3 separate regions of the Danio rerio genome follow, and all the other regions are linked to region 2. Evidence: chromatin contacts called from public Hi-C and HiChIP or PLAC-seq data. All regions are on one chromosome and are shown on one strand. Each heading gives the region's core, a stretch centred on a gene start, on an enhancer-like site or on the middle of the called end of the contact. The rest is flanking DNA. Distances are from core to core; before and after follow the strand shown. Region 1 holds the start of dph2 (diphthamide biosynthesis 2). Region 2 holds the start of puf60b (poly-U binding splicing factor b). Region 3 overlaps rbm33a (RNA binding motif protein 33a).

Evidence for each region. Hi-C and Micro-C count contacts between places; a contact is called where the count stands out from the background. HiChIP or PLAC-seq counts read pairs in DNA pulled down with a chosen protein or histone mark.
Region 1: a contact with region 2 is called in an H3K4me3 HiChIP or PLAC-seq map of gastrula embryo, with 2.1 times the contacts expected there. The contact joins the promoter of dph2 here to the promoter of puf60b in region 2. A contact is called at or near these places in 1 of 18 Hi-C or Micro-C datasets (caudal fin) and 1 of 4 datasets of contacts at active chromatin or transcription factors (gastrula embryo).
Region 3: a Hi-C map of embryo shows a contact between it and region 2, with 2.2 times the contacts expected there. The contact joins the enhancer-like site here to the promoter of puf60b in region 2. A contact is called at or near these places in 5 of 18 Hi-C or Micro-C datasets (caudal fin, embryo and an unstated tissue).

The regions. Positions count from the first base shown.
Region 1 is chr7:41,669,467-41,673,433 of GRCz12tu, forward strand. dph2 (diphthamide biosynthesis 2) reads left to right here and starts at 1,549. Exons shown (of 7, transcript NM_001089397.1): 1 at 1,549-1,583; 2 at 1,940-2,095; 3 at 2,184-2,296; 4 at 3,445-3,665. The coding sequence starts at 1,949.
Region 2 is chr7:41,492,801-41,496,690 of GRCz12tu, forward strand. puf60b (poly-U binding splicing factor b) reads left to right here and starts at 1,877. Exons shown (of 12, transcript NM_001430966.1): 1 at 1,877-1,964; 2 at 2,997-3,076; 3 at 3,241-3,336. The coding sequence starts at 3,256.
Region 3 is chr7:41,272,217-41,275,756 of GRCz12tu, forward strand. It overlaps rbm33a (RNA binding motif protein 33a), which reads right to left. Exons shown (of 19, transcript XM_073908863.1): 15 at 2,906-3,505. Among named protein-coding and RNA genes, the nearest start is that of rbm33a, 34 kb to the right of the region's middle. Within about 2 kb of position 1,680, at least 5 of the 62 cell types and tissues checked have an H3K27ac peak or open chromatin away from gene starts, as enhancers often do.

The DNA.
Region 1 (3,967 bases), core at 299-2,798, 180 kb after region 2:
TGTTTACCATTTAAATAATAGTTATTTTAAATTAAATCCAAGTCAATTCAGTTTTAGGGTAAATTATTCAACAGAAACTGCTACTTGTTATTTTATTGATACGGTAAAGGCATTCATGAATAAAGGTGGAGTGGTAGGAGCAGTGTTTCTTGACTTACAGAAAGCATTTGACACCATAAATCTGTTGCGTAAATTATTACATTTTAATTTGTCCGCAAAGGTGTTATGGAAAGAAGTATAGTATGCTATTGTATGGAAACAGCACCAGCAGCAATCGCAAAGGCCTACATAGGATTGTGCGAACTGCTGGACGCGTAGTAGGAGGTGAGCTTCCCTCCCTCCAGGACATCTACACCAGGCGGTGCATGAGGAAAGCCAAGAGAATCATCAGCGACTCCAACCATCCAAGCCATAGACTTTTCTCTCTGTAACCCTCAGGCAGACAGTTCCGCAGCGTCCGGTCACGCACCAGCCGACTGAAGGAAAGTTTCTTCCCTCAGACTGTCAGGCTGATGAACACTTAACACACCCCACACAAACTATTCCATACCCCTCACTGCATACCATCAATATGTAGCATGCACTGCAATTTAACCAATCCAAACTTAAACAATACTGCCTACAGCTATGGGTACATCTATTCATTGTACATATTGCTGTCAACAAACATGTTTTACATTGGGGGGGGGTATTTTTCACTGTCTGTATTTTGCACTGGCGACAAAGTAGCGCAGTAGGTAGTGCTGTCGCCTCACAGCGAGAAGGTTGCTGGTTCGAGCCTTTGCTGGGTCCGTTGGCGTTTCTGTGTGGAGTTTGCATGTTCTCCCTGCGTTTGCATGGGTTTCCTCTGGGTGCTCTGGTTTCCCCCACAGTCCAAAGACATGCGGTACAGGTGAATTGGGTAGGCTAAATTGTCCGTAGTGTATGAGTGTGTGTATGTGTGTGTGGTTGTTTCCCAGAGATGGGTTGCAGCCGTAAGGGCATCAGCTGCATAAAAACTTGCTGGATAAATGGACGGTTCATTCCGCTGTGGCGACCCCAGATTAATAAACGGACCAAACCGACAAGAAAGTAAATGAATGAATGACTTTAACTGAGCACATTTTCTTGAGACACATGCCCTAATAAGTGGGGTCTATCGATCCCTGTGCTGAATTTTAAGTACTTTGAAAATCCATTGACAATCTGTTGTGTGTAAGTGCCTTGAGCTGTTCTGGCATTCAGTTAACACTTACAGTACAAGCATTTGCAATATATGTGAACGTAACACACAAGATTGTAGACAGAGTTGGATAAAAAGTTTCTTCATGTTGAAAACAAGAGAAAACTTAAACTTTATATTGTGGTTTTTGAGTCGACAAAACTCACAGTCAAAATGATGTTTTGCAGATTAATAAAAAATATTTTAGTACCTTTTGGATGTGTCTGTGTCGTTGTTATGAAGTCCAGACAGTGAGTATCTCTCCAGAACACTAGACGGCGGTGTGAGGACCTGAAATCCGAGGCACTGAACGTCGAAGAAGAGCGTGTCCTGTTCCGGAACCTCACGTGGGAGTTGACATGTAATTTGCAGCTCTGTTTTGGTATGTTATATTTTGTTGTAACTTTTAAGAACAAGTTAAAAATTTCAACAATTAATAGCAGAGATTCTAGTTATTAAATTAATTATCCTTCTGTCAACAAACGTTGGTTTTAGAGTCGATTTGAACTGTTCCAGTGTAAACTCTCAGCTGATCTTACTCTTAAGAGTCCGCCTGCTGCCTGGTTTACACACATATACAACAGTCAACCTGTATATTTTAATCAGTGTGATTCCGTAGTGTGAATGTCTGCGTCAGTACGTTATCAAACAATGTTTGTAATGACACATTCGAGCTACTTTTCTACTTCAACAACAGTTGAATATTAGATGATGTGCATAAATGATGTTTGCTTCAAGTGAGAGAAGATGACGGACGCGTTCAGCAGCAGCAGTGAGGCGGTTCTCCAGCGCTCGGTCACTTCAACACACAGTTTCCACCCTTCTGGAGACCTTCTGCTGCTCTACCAGACACCCGAGACCTGTCGTTTCATCACTAGCAATCACTTCAAGAAGGTAAGATGACATTGGAAGTCATCATCTGTCATGTTTACTCAAAGCAGTCAATGGGGTATCAATACAGTATGTCCTGTTTTTATCACAGGTGGCCTTACAGTTTCCAGATGAACTGCTGCCTGATGCCGTCCGGGTATCTGCTGAAATAGAGGATAAAACCAAAGCCAAGACTTACATTTTAGGGGATACATCCTATGGCAGGTGAGAACACTGTTGTTTCATTTAAATTAAAATATTGTACTATGTATTAACATAAATGCATCATATATACGCTTGATGAATAATCCGAGATGTTTGGACTAAGATGCTGAATAAGTAAGTTTTCCATTGTTTTGACATGTTCCAGAAAAAAATTTGATTTCAATAAAAAAAAAATCAGTAATCAATCATTTTGATTTCTTGTCCAGTGCTTCCTACAGGTTTGAAATATATTTTCGGTGTTGGCCAGATTAAAACACACCTTTTTACCCACAGCACATAAATAAAGAACTATATGTGACAAACAAAACATCATTTTATTTTTAAACATAAACATTTTTAACTTTCTTTTCAATGGGTTAAAGTAAAAAAAAAAAAAGTCTGTTGAAATAAATGTAAAAAACTCCACTCTTTCTCTTTTGTACTATTCAGGAGCCATGTGCACCCACTGACAGGTCAAATCTGCTTCCCTCTGTCTCTCATTAAAGTTCAGATTGTTTAATTGACATCACATTTTGTACAGTATTGCCAAAGCATTTTAGGAATGCTTTAGGAATAAAAACATCTCTAAAAATGATAATACTTACAATAATAAAACGTGTAGATTATTTAAATAAGACAAATGAGTTGATTAGCCATTTCTAATGGTGTACAAATATTTTGCAGCCAATTTAGATTAATTTGGTCCTCTTCGAGTATTTAGTCAAGTTTTTCGGAGTCATTTAGATTAAAGAATTAATTATTTAATGTCTCTCTCATAGCTCTGCGTATAAAATTAACGACAGCTTAGAAAACAAAAGCAAAACCAAATTCTGGACATTTTAGTAGATTTAGAAACCTCTGCCGGGCGGAAAAAGGTGGGGGAGTGGGAGTGTTGACAGGTCTCGCGCACACAAAATAATGATAAGGGTTAAATAGATTTCCCACTACTTAATCGCTTGCGAACGTTTGTTTATATTGGGCCGATACAAAAAGTGTAAAAGGATGAGATAATAATTGTAAAATAAAAATCTTTTTCTAATCATGACAATATGCGTTTTCCATTTATCAATTTATATTGTACCATTATGATATAAGAAAATTGTTATAAAAAATTATGTGTGTCTATACAAGCAGAATTCTGACATCTAGACCTGCTTATTTGCTTTCAGCTGTTGTGTGGATGAAGTAGCAGCAGAACATGTGGGAGCAGACTGTATAGTGCATTATGGGTCATCTTGTCTCAGCCCATGCAGACGACTACCGCTTCTGTACGTGTTTGGGAAAAGACCCATTGATGTCCATCAGTGTGCGTCATCCTTTAAAGAGCTTTACCCGAATCTCCAAAGCCATATCATAGTACTGTTTGACGTCACTTACTCACATGCTATAGGTAATATTCACCATTCAATCCGTCCTAATGTTTAGTGACATTCATTGTAACCGATAATTCACCCCAAAATGAGATTGTCATGATTTACTCATACTTCACTTGTTCCAAACCTGTTTGCTTTTTTATTCTGTTAAAAACAATGGAAGCTATACTGGAGAATGTTGGACACAAGACTTCTTTTGTTCCTGCTTTGGATGTCAAGGGCTGCTTGTTTAAACATTCTTCAGAATTTCTTATTTTGTGTTGAAAAGAAAGACATTCATGAAAGTTTATAATCAAAAGAGTGTGCAATGATGAGTTGG
Region 2 (3,890 bases), core at 627-3,126:
TGTAATTACTGTTTTATACATGCAATAAGATATGTGAAGGCCTGATTTACAGTGAATGTATAACAGCTAATGAGTTTTTAAATATGACCTTAACTAATTGGGCTTCTTTCCTTACATCTAACAGGAGACATAGGTCATACAAAGGTATTGCAGATGAGCTTAAAAATATGTAATATCAAATTGAGGTCTCCATGATGTGTGTGGTGTCAGGGCAAAACATAAATGAGGTTTTCTGAAGCAAAACAATCTGTAAAAGAATTAGAAATTAAAAATTATTTGTTACATACCAACTTGGTGACGCGGTGGCGCAGTAGGTAGTGCTCTGGTTTCCCCCACAGTCCAAAGACATGTGGTATAGGTGAATTGGGTAAGCTAAATTGTCCATAGTGTATGAGTGTGAATGAGAGTGTTTGGGTGTTTCCCAGAGATGGGTTTCAGCTGGAAGGGCATCTGCTGCGTAAATCATGTGCTGGATAAGTTTGCGGTTCATTCCGCTGTGGTGACCCCGCATTAATAAAGGGACTAAGCCGTAAAGAAAATGAATGAATGAACATTACTGACTTTAATTCACAGCTTTCGTAAACAATCTTCAGTGTTCACAACAGTCTGGATAGTGAATTTTGTTGTAGCACAATTTTTTTATGCACAGGCACAAACTCACACGTGAGTGAAGACAGATATGTTATATTAATTCATTTATTTTCTTTCGGCTTCGTCCCTTTACTATTCAGTGATCACCACACCGGAATGAACCGACAACTTATCCAGCATATGTTTTACACAGCGGATGACCTTCCAGCTGCAACCCTTTCTGGAAAACAACCAAACACTCTTGCTTTCACACACGTACACTACGGACAATTTAGTTTATTCAATTCACCTATACTGCATGTCTTTGTACTGTGGGGGAAACCGGAGCACCCGGAGGAAACCCACACCAACACTGGGAGAACATGCAAACACCACACAGAAATTCCAACTGACCCAGCCAGGGCTCGAACCAGCATCTTCCTTCTGTGAGGTGATCATGCTACTCACTGCGCCACTGTGATGCCCCTGGTTGTGTTATATTGTTCATCAAAATGATGCTCTTGTGCTTATCCTATATACTGCAACCTAAATAAAACGTTGAATACCAACAGCATCAGCTCATGTGTGAATTTGCACCCGCATTAATATGCAGCTTAACACTCATGTTCCATAGTCATGAACAGACTCAGTAGTCTGTAGATTAAGCGTAAGTGCAATATTAAGTGTAATATTACCATAAATAGTGTTTCATGAACAAACCAATTCTACTGTCAGGAATCACAGTTATTGATTTTGATTTGCATGTTTTTCACAACCATAGTGTTGGTAGCCATTGATTTTCTTTACAGGATCACAATGTTTTAAATCTTGTCACCTACATCTTGTATTGCCTGGGGTGAGTAAATAAATTGCAGGTTTCCATTTTGATAGTTATCACTTGGATATTGCCTCATTGCCCTTTCGTTTTCAATTTGTGCTTACCCAGGTGGAGGCAGCATACTTAAAGCAAAAAGCAATTGCCTTTGCACCACAGAAGAAGATGATTCTTTGAAATCTTTTATGATTTTTACAAAACAGGAAAGGCAGCTGAAGTCAACTGTGCATTTTTGATTGTGATCGTCTGCAGGGGGCGTGTCATGGTCCAACTAAAGTTGTCTTGGTGGTACGAATGTCACATTTCACCCATAAACAAATAAATACGAAAACACTTCAAGGTAATACGGTAATACTCAAACATTTCAACTGAGACAAGTTTAACGACACATTACAAAAAGTAATGTGTTCTAGCACGTTGGCTCGCCGCTGTTTGAGACCACGTGACCAGCGTCAGTCAGAGGAGGCCGCGCGCAGCTCCAGTCTCTGCTGTGTTTCTGTGCTGTTGCAGAGTTTTCAATGTGGATCACTACATGGCGGTAATAACGCGGAACACTGCGGTAATAATTATTACCTCTTGCATTTACTCTTATACACCAATATTTCCAGCATCTTCGTTGTTCTAGTTAGCACAGGTGGAATTGTTCTCGAAAAGCTTGTTCTCGTTTCAGTGTTTGTTCAGTCGTGTGTACACGAGGCCTGCATGAAAGCTCGTTAGCTTCTTGCCGTTGCTAACCAGACTAGCCGCATATTCATTGCTGCCTGTTTTTGAATCATGATGATTTACCATGTATTACGAATTGGATACGGATTAATTTAAGAGGCAGATAGCTAGTAAGCTTGTGAATCCTGCACCGCTTTGTTAAATCTCGGTGTTTAACAGCTGTATGTAAGCTAGCTCCTCTGCTGCTGGGGTGTACTAGCACAAGCGCGCCACCACCGTGTCTTTAACCTCTCTTTGTTGATATAGAGCCGGTGAACGTGTCGAAGCTCTCAGATCACCGTTATTACGATTATGTGTATACAATATAATTGTACTAATTTACAATTGAAACTATTAGCAAACATAAATGGCGGTTTCTGTCAGTGGTCCAGTTATTCCGGGTTGCTTATGAGGTTTTTAACGGGGCACTGTTTTAGTGTTATACCTCTAACGTTACCCCATGAATCCGATGTATGATTTACTCCGACTGTACCAGGTTTCCTCTGGCAAGAAAACAGAAGCAGGTTAAACGAGTGTGTTGCATTTAAGCACCATGTTTCTTGTCAGGATAAATAACGTATTTTAATGATTAGCAATTAATTTAGGGGATAGTTCCTCCCAAAAATAGAAATCTGTTTAATTATTATTACTACTATTATTATTTTTAATTTACTACAGACAGTGACTTTATTGCAGTTGATCTACTTTTTGCAGTTGATCTACTTTATTCATGCAAATAGTTCCTGTCATTGTTGCCTTAGTTTTGTGTGTGTGTGTGTGTGAGCGAGCTCTGTGGGTAAAAGTGTGTCAGTGATTCCTTTAATATCTTCTCATTGAACTTGTACAAGGATTTAAATCTAAATGTTGTATACTTTTCCATGAACCACAGATCACTGTAAAATTGTGAGTGCTTTGCAGACAAGTCACTGGCTTCACGACCCTGGTTGGCATATAAGGTTCGCCTCATAGGTAAACTGCGTTTATTTTACCTTCTCTTTCCCTTCTCTCTTTCTGTGACTCTTAAGTTGGAAGTTTACATGTGCAGATAGTGAGTAAACTGATAATCGGGTTTGGAATTTCACCTCATTATGCGCTTCCTTTTTCGTTCCATGTCCATTGTATCACTTTCCCAGTGAGGCAAAGGTCTGATGATGGAGAATGGACAAGGCACAGGGTCAAAGCTTGGATTACCGCCTCTTACTCCTGAGCAACAGGAGGCGCTACAGAAGGTAAATAGTAGATCTTTGTTTTACTTTAATTCTGGGCTTCTTTTTTTTTTTTTTTTGTTGCATGATTTTCAGTTTCAGATTACACTACTTTCTGGGTTTGCCCTTGTGTGAACACTATACAATGGAACAGTGACTCAGACTCACATATTGCACACCTTTTTAAAATGAAATAATGGGGTATGTGCACACACACTTTTATTTTCAGTCAGCCAGCCCCAGGGCTTTCGATGAATTGTCATCCCATAAAAAAAACCCATACAAAATCGCTGCGTGATTTCTTTAAAAAAAAAAAAAAAAAACGCAGTCATCACTGCCAGGCTGAGATACGATATAAAGTGAGTATCAGACCAAACAAGAAGTACTGCATTAAATTAGATTTTCCAATCCATGTCTTTAAAATATGGAAATGAATTTTACCACAGTTTTTTTAATGTGTGTTTTTTTTTTGCGCTAGCCTGCATTTAAAACTGTATTTTGTCTCTTTTCACGCTTTATCAGCTACATGGATGCCTAAGTCTATTTAACTAATTCAACTTTAATTACATTACATCATC
Region 3 (3,540 bases), core at 430-2,929, 220 kb before region 2:
ACTAAAAGAAAAATCTTACACATACCTTAGGAACGTTATTACAGAAAATAGTGGTTTTAAAACCTTGACTTTTCCAAACTGCGGTAAACCTGTCGTAAAATTGTCTTCAGAAACATTTTTTGTTGTGTTGGTAGAAATTCTCTTCACATTCCAATAGTACAGATTAAAGTAAATTGTCTTAATGTATTCATACGTATTTTTCTATTCTGGGTAAAGCATTAAACAAAAAAATGTTAATCCAATAAAAAGTGTCAGGGCAATAATTGCCATAATTCTGATAGGTAGCCCAAACTGTCTGTCAACAAATGTAGATTTGTACATCTGCACAGCCCTTCAGGCAAACAGATCTGTCGTTTACACGTGCACATGCAAGAGTGACAGTGGTGAAAACAAATGCTTAACTAAAACTTACTAAAATCTTAAATCAATATTGGAGTTAGTTTTGTACACTGGATGAAGAATGACACTATGGCTGAAGTATTTCTGCTAGACAGGTAATGTTCTATTATAAAACTATTGTAGTTATGTAAAGCTGATGTAGATTGCATTGTGCTATAAATGGGTTATATGCACAGACGTGTTGTTCAGCCACTGAAATTTTCAGGCAAAAGATTGATGTGACTATTTTCAGTTTCATAAGGGACCTTTTACAGCATCGATAATGTAGATTTTTTTTAGTTTAACAATAAAACATAAGTCAATAATGCCATTCCACCTAGCCAGCTTTACAGAGGTGAAGTTGAAGTTGGTGAAGTTGGTTTTATATTCACATTGATTCATTTTTGAACTATGACAACCTGTGACATGCTCCCTATATTGTTCAACATAGTAATTTGAATATTCAGTCTGAAATAGCATGTAAGTATGGATTAGTAATAAGTGTAATTCCTGCATGCCACCAGCCAACCACTAAGTATAGTCGCTTTAGGACAGTGTGTGAGAGAGTGAGACTAGCGATCCTTGCATACATGAAATATTGCACATACAACTGAAAACATGCTAGATATAATACAGTTTTTCATTCAGAATTGAAATATTATAAAGTACTATATAGATTTCTAACTAGCGAATGTCATGAACTAGTGGGTTTGTTTTCTATCGTCTTTATGGTGCGTGTTCATGATTTCAGGAGGACTGCAGGGGAGGGACTGTGTTTTCAAAGCTATTATGCTAACGGTTAGCTTTTTGGCAAATAACCTAATGCACCGTTAACATTGACTGAACTGCTATAGCTAGTGCTCAAAATCATATTCAAATATCAAAATTTCTTAATGATTTCTTGAATGCCTTGTATGTTATTTTGGTTGTACTCTTTTAACCGTATCATTGTTAAAATATAAAAAGAAAAACATGAAGAACATTCAACTTATACCGTCTACCACAGAGAGAATCAAACATCAGCATATAGTCCTCATCCGACAGCAAACCTGAATATATTCAACACAATCCCTATAAACATTCCTTCAGTCTACAACAAAGACATAATTGCCAAAGCAGCTAAGCTCATCCTTTTCCCCTCATCTGTCTTTTTCTAAACCGTGTGCATTATCTCTATTCTGTCTGTCTCCATCTGAGGGGGTTAATGGATTAATCCAACTCAATACAAAATCCACACCTTCAGATTACATCTATCAGATGCTCCGCAGCAATACACCGGGGCGGGGTGACGACATTTGACAAGTCCCTCCCCCTCCCCCACCCAGCCCGTCACCTCCATCCCCCATGCTGCTTTTGTACGGTGCAGGCTTTTGTATTCTTGCTGATGAAAATTTAATTTGCTCTTATCAGTGCGGCTAAGCTGGAAGAAATACAAATCCGCCCAAACCGGCATCTCTCTTTCTCCCGGACTCTCGCAGGTATTATTACACCCATATCAACATAGACGAGAAAGATTAATTGCAGATGTCCCCCGACTGACACCTATTCTAACACACTTCAATGATGAGCTGATGGATGGATAAAGCGAGAGGCGAGACGAGATAGATGAAGAGAGTAACATGGAGCGAGCACAAGTTAGAAGGGAGAACAAGAAAGAGAGATAACATTGTCAGGCGGCTGAGGTTGACAGCAGGAGAAGAGAAGCACCTAGAGGATCAGCTTCTTTCGGTCTGACAGACCCTCCCCCTTCTTCCTCTTTGTCAGTCAGAGCCACGGCACTTCAGATAGCTGCGTGTAGCTTTCTATTAACTAAGTTGACACACAGTTATCTTCATTCACAGAGATCTGGCAGTCAAAGGAGATATTTAGCTTCGCTTCAGGCAGAAGACTGGAAAAGGATGTTTTCTCCTCATTCAACGAACAAATCATCTCTTAGAGGCCATAAATCATCCTTGGGTCCTCCTTTCCTTGGTTGAGATGCATAAAATGCCCTGTCAGAACAACCTCAAACTCTAGACTTAAATGTAAAATGATTGATGAAACCGATAGAAACCTCCATTTGGTCTTGCTTAACTTGACTCGTAAAATTGCTGCTCGACTTGAAGAAGATACAAACCTTTACAATGTCTGGATCTGCTATCACTCAGAGTAAAGACGCAAATGCCAAGCATCTCACTTTAATGACAGCAGGATGGTGCCATTTCTGGCCACAAAAGGTAAAAGTGTTCTGTCAATTAAATCCCAGTATGAAGACTACCATCGCTATCGATTCTTTCAAAAAGAGAAATTTGCTACATACCTTAAACAGTTTTGAGCTCTAAAAACTTTACTGGTCGAAAAAGTAGACGTCATGACTTTTACAGTAATTGGAAATCCTCTTGTCTTTGAGGTAGACTCTTTTATTAATTCTATCAAGGTGACAACTACTTCAAGAAAACCGGCAAAGACAAAAAGAGTCAAAATATTCTGTGGCACATGAACTTTAAAGATCACATCTAGAGTTTAAATAGGTTACAAATTCACTCACCTCTCCCTGAAGCTTAACTACACGCACTTTCTGTGGAACTTGTGGTGATTCAACACTGTTGGTTCTTTGCATCACTGTTCTTTTTCCACCGGGCTGAGGCTGACCCAGGCCATGCCCTTCTACTGGCTTGGTTTGAGCACCAACACCCTGTGCAGCCGGTCGTTGAGTGTTTTGTGGGGCGATGGTCCTCTTCTGCAATGGTTGATATTGGCCCTGCAGGTTGGCATTAGGACCAGTACTCTGTGGCTTCTGTGGCCCAGACCACCCTGAAGCAGGTGCCTGAGGTTTAGTGTTCAACAGACGTGTCTTAACATTGGGACGAGGGGAATTGACGATGGGCGAAGGGTTCTGTGGGGTTCCGTTAGAGATCAGGGAAGGGACCGGCTGAGGGGGTTGAGCTGTAGGGGGCTGTGTGGTGTTCTGTGTTGGTTGAGTCTGGTTTGGAAGTTGGCCGCCAATTCGTTCCAACAGTTCCTTTTTGCGCTCACCAGCTTGCTGCTGCCTGCGCAGCTCTTTGCGTCGAAGGACCTCTTCTCGCAAACGTTTCTGTTCTTCGATCTTTAGTCTGTATTGCCGTGTCTCCTCATCTTCATCTGGGTTCTAAACAAGGACGAATTTAAATTCTGGATGAATAA